Regions from separate parts of the Mus musculus genome. Here region 2 is linked to region 1. Evidence: chromatin contacts called from public HiChIP or PLAC-seq data. All regions are on one chromosome and are shown on one strand. The core of a region is the stretch at or near the end of the contact, and the rest is flanking DNA. Distances in the headings are between cores, read along the strand shown.

Region 1 (2,566 bases), core at 51-2,550:
TTTTTTTTTCCCCCCCTCGCGCTCGCCTTCTCTCCTGCAGGGAGGCATTATGGGTTTGTGGGTCCGCTCCCCTCCCCCGCCCCCGCCCCGCTGGGAAAGGAAGTGCCGACGTGGCTGGCGGAAACAGGCTAGGCGGAAATGAGCTAAGGTTCCCGCGAGTGGGAAGAGCGAGGGCAGACCCGGGGCCACGCCCCCGAGCCTGTTGCGCAACTCGCGGACCTGGGGAGAGAGGAAAAAAAAACACCAACGCCCCCCCAAAAAAACCAAAGGCAAAGGAATGGTGAAGGTTTTGAGGTGTGAGGCGTGTGAGGGTGGTGAGTGCCACTGGGCGGATGCCTGGATGCTTTGGAGAAACGGGGTGTCTGCGCGCACGCGGGCGCAGGCAGGCTCGCGTGGCTGTGGAGTGTGGGTGTGGGCGCACAGCCGCCCTCGTGGCGCTGGCGATGATGGGTGTGCGCAGGCGTGCTGCCCTGGTGGGGACGGGAGGGGCCGTGTGTGAGTGTGTGTGTGTGTGTGTGTGTGTGTGTGTGTGCGCGCGCGCGCGTGAGCGTAGGCGAGGTCCCTCATTTTGGTGGATTTTTCTGCCTTTTTTATGTTTGCAAACTGCATTAATAAAACTGAGAATAACTAGGACAGTGCTAGTATCTAAAGGAAAGGGCTTCTGTAAGAAAAGGCCTGCCGATTTAATCAAATTCCTTTCTTTTCTTTGCCTTTTTTCGTTTTTTTGTTTGTTTTTGAGGCCTGTTGTAACTAGGTAGCCCTGGCTGGCCTGGAACTCGGAGATCCACCTGTCCCTTCACGGCCTTCGAGCGCTGGGATTAAAAGCATGCGCCACTCCACCCAGTCCGATTTAATTTTAGACCCTAGAGATGATCATTATTCCCACATTATAGTCCACCAAAATAAACTTCTTCCATGGTTAAGATTCAGAACTATATTAGTAACGTAAAAGGGCGTTTCTTTCAAGTTTCCAGTTGTACACCCCCTCCTCTCTGTCCCCAAGGCCTCCCCTTTGCCCTTCACCAAATTTACTGCGAATCTCCCTTATGCCCCCTCACCAGGTTTATCGCTAAATTGGCACACAAAATTTTAATGAAAACATAGGCAACTAAATTCCCCAGTGATAGAGACAACTCCAGTTTCCTGTGGGTGGTGAGCCTCACCTACCTTTTTTCCTAATCTCCAAGCGGAGTGATCAAATACACATTCGGCCAATTTTCCAGAAAGTTCACTGGCTGAGCAGTAAACCTCTTGAATCTGCCGCTAGATGTCACCAAATCCCAGCCAAAGGAGTTACTGCTTGGTTCCCAGGGATTGTGAGATTGATTTTTTTGCTCCACCCACTTCTTATTTTATGGGCTCCCTAATCTCTGGCTGACTCATATATATATCTTAAATTCCTAAAGATGAATAAGATCAAGTTCTGTGAAGTAACAGTACTAGGCAAGGAATTATATATCCGAAAATTCTGGTTAATTTCCTTAAGCAAAAAAAAAAAAAAAAAAAAAAGTCACCTGTTCTGGCACATCTTTTGTTTTTTCTCAGGATTGATAAATGGGCCTAAATTCTGATGCTAAAACCCTTCGTGAGCTGTGGCGCAGCCGCAGTATCAGCGCTTGGGAGGAAGAAGGGCCGCAAATTAAAGGCCAGCTTAGATTACATATTGAGGCCCCGTCACTACATAAATAAACCAATGAAAGAATATTCTTTTTGCTCACTTTTTTCCCCTCTTGAAATTTTTATCAGGTACGTGTGTTGGCCCCTCAGGTTTATGTAGTGGTTCTGTGCTGTCCGGAGTGAGAAGGTAGGTACTTAATATACCAAAAGTTATATTTTATCACGGTGAGAGTCATCACACAGTTAAAACTCTTAGTTCCTAACTACAGTTTTAAGCCTGTTCCCCCCTGAGGGAGCTCACCTGTGTGACGGACCTTACCTGAAGATCAGGCCTAGTCTCCGATGCAGGCGCCTAGGGAGACTCTCCAGCCACAAGGGCGGCTCAAGGTGTCTCTCCAGGTGTGCAGCGAAAGACCGATGCTTTCTATCTCCCTCCTTATATACTCACAGTCCAGCGGGCGTCATGGGATTCTTGTCCCGTGTCTGGTTATCTTAGCGACTGATGTCATTGGGGGCTGGTTATCAGGTACAGCCTTGGGGGTAGTGGAGTTCCTGACTAAGCTGTTTTTCGAAGACAAAGGGCATTTTCTCCCCTACTATTCTCGTTACAATTCCGAAAAAAAAAAAAACGTGGTTGTGTCTTTTAAAGTCGATAGTAAGTAGGAAAGCATTTCACTTAGGTTTCACAGCGCATAATGATGTCGCCTTGAGGGTTTTTTTTTTTCTCGATGTACCTGTGTGACCTGTGCATTTCGCGGCTAAAGTTCACCTTCATTTAGGTCTTTTCCCTCTGTTGCGGTTCACCCTATTTTCTATGGAAGGATCTCACTGAACTCAGAGTTTACTACATGGGCTATACTGGCTTGTCAGTGAGCTCCCAGGATCTGCCCATTTCTACCAACAGTCCCCCTTAAAATACGGGGGTTATAGATAGGTGCCCCATGTTCGG
Region 2 (2,566 bases), core at 36-2,535, 2.6 Mb after region 1:
CCACAGCAAATTCTTAAGCCCTGTTTGATCCGAAACACAGATTCTTAATGCTCAAAACATCAGACATAGCTGATAGTATTTAAGGAACTCTTACACTTCCCTCTGAAACTTCACAGACCTTGCCTCCATCATCTGTACTACTCCCAGCATCTTCTAAGTTCCCACCAAATAGCAGCTCATTAAACATTGAGCAGTCAGAGGTTTTTCTAGGGTCGAAAGAATGTGTGCCCAAGTGCCTGTCCTATAGTGCATAACAAGTAGAGAAGAAAACTCTGGCTTGAGAATGTACCCTACGTATCTAGATCTGCATGTTATGTTCCTTTTACACACAAACTTTTGGCTTGGTACCTTCACAAGGAGCAGAGAAAGGACTAAAAACCTGTACATATGAAAGCGGAGGGATGGGTGAAGCAAAAAGCCTAAAGACTGGATGTCTCTGGGTTGCTCCACTCACTCTGCAGGTGCGGAGGCACCTGGGGAGTGTGGCCGGTCAGGTTATTGAGTGAAATATTTTACATTGTTAGCTCAATGGCCTCAAAAGGCTCTGGCTAATAGAAGAGTTGAAATCTGCTCTCAGATGGAAACCACATCCTGTCAGCACCTGTCTAGACCCCGTGAACCACAGCCTCATTTGCAGCCTTGATTTTACTTGAACGTGGGAGCTGCCAATCATCAGGAAATGCCCTATGCTCAGAACATAGCAATGTCTCAAGCAGCAGACAGCATCTCAGGCATCAACTTCCAGGGGCCTCCTGCAGACATGTAGCCCAGCCCAGTCTGTCAGAAGCACATACACCCTTCTTACCTCTCCCACTGCTGAAGCAAGTAGAAGCAGCAGCAATCGGGCAGAATGGATGTTCCCACACATGTTTTTTTTTTCCCCCAGAGGCTGGAAAACAGTGATTCGGTGCATGCATGTTACCAGACAGGATACGGTGTTAAAGGATACACATTCTAAAAAGTAAACAGGGAGGAAGCAGCCAGGTGGGAGCCTCAGAGAAACGCACTGATTCAACTCCCTAAAGAGCATAACATGAAGTCAAAAGGAGCAAATTCTCCAGAGTGGTGGGCTCTTCCTTCCAGGGGTACCCGATTCATTTAAGAAAAGCAGCCTACTCACAGTGACCTTCTGAGCTGAGCCACACTGTTTATGTTCTCTGCTCAAAGCCACATCGCCTTATCTTGATGGTATGAAGTGCCAATTCCACCTAAGCCTTGTTCTTGCACATCTGTTCCCAGGGCTGAATATGTGGCACAAGGTGCAGAAAGAGCATCTTACTCACATTGCAGAAATGGATGATGTTTATTCAGTAAAAGCGATCTCAGATTCTTAAGGGGGCAGGGCTGTCTTCGCAAAGACCTGTTTTCAGTGAATTAGCATTTTACTAATCAATGGTTTCTAGTCTGGAAATGTCGAAGATAATGTCATATGTGCATACTCAGTGATAGTGCGAGGGAGCTGGCTTTTTCCCGAGTTCCCTGATTTATGCACTCCAAATATCCAAGATTATTATGAGTACCGTTTTCTTCCAAAGAGCAGCTTGTGAGATCACTAAGAGCCTGCACTGTGTGAAAATCTGCTGTACCCTTGTCCATCTACCTATTTTGTTATTGGTTCATGTTCACTTTGGGTGAGCCTTATACGAACATGTTCTTCATTATTTTTAACATAAAATTTTATTTTTAATAATTCCAAAGTGAGGAGGCTGGGAAGATGGCTCAGTGGGTAAAAGGACTTACAGTACGAATGTGAAGACCTGAGTTTGATCCCCGTCATGCATGCAAAATCCAGGCATGGTTATATATGCCTGTAATCCCAGTGTTGGGACCTTGAAGCCAAGTGAATCTGAGAGATTGCTGGCCAGCTAGCTTGGCCAAATCCATAAACCAAAGGTTCAGTGAGAGACTGTCTGTCAAGAAATAGAACAGAGGATGGTAAGGCAGGACACCTAACATTCTCCTCTGGCTTCCACACACAGGTGGGAACAAGCCGGCGCGCGGACACACACACACACACACACACACACACACACAAACATGTAAGCATCACACACACACAAATATTCTAAAGTGAGTACTTGAAGGCCTTGGTTCAGTATCCTCTTGCTATTATAAAATACTTGCCCTGACCGTGGGGAAACTCCCTCGCAGATACCATGACTGGATGGCTCTTCCCAGCTTTTCATAAAATGGAGGACTCCCTTTTGCAGCAGAGAGTCCCTTGTCTGGGGAGCCTAACCCCACACAGCCTCTCCCGCCGGCTGCCAAGGAACCGACCTACAAACTAACCCCTCCCCCATAAGAACCCACCCAGCAGGTACCTGAGATTCCTGAAATGCCTCTCCATGCAAATGAGACAATTCACAGAACTTGAAACTCCAGCCAAGGAGTTTCATTTACCCTGTGAACTCCTTTCCACTCTCCAAAGTCGATATAGAGCCCTGTTCCACCCCCAAATAAAGGCTATGCGTACAAGCCTGCCCCAGATACAGGTATGCACACAAGACTGTCTTAAGAGAGCTGTTTCATTGAAAACCTTGGCAGAAGGCTTTCTTTCTCCACTCGC

Evidence for each region. HiChIP or PLAC-seq counts read pairs in DNA pulled down with a chosen protein or histone mark.
Region 2: a contact with region 1 is called in an H3K27ac HiChIP or PLAC-seq map of embryonic stem cells, with 4 times the contacts expected there. The contact joins the promoter of Platr21 here to the promoter of BC065397 in region 1. A contact is called at or near these places in 1 of 39 promoter capture datasets (embryonic stem cells) and 1 of 115 datasets of contacts at active chromatin or transcription factors (embryonic stem cells).

Annotation. Positions count from the first base shown.
Region 1 is chrX:136,741,657-136,744,222 of GRCm38.p6, forward strand. It overlaps BC065397 (cDNA sequence BC065397), which reads left to right and starts at 1,301. Exons shown (of 10, transcript NR_033324.1): 1 at 1,301-2,566. It also overlaps a transcript of Morf4l2 not described here.
Region 2 is chrX:139,355,485-139,358,050 of GRCm38.p6, forward strand. It overlaps Platr21 (pluripotency associated transcript 21), which reads right to left and starts at 1,286. Exons shown (of 20, transcript NR_045455.1): 1 at 1,121-1,286; 2 at 806-889.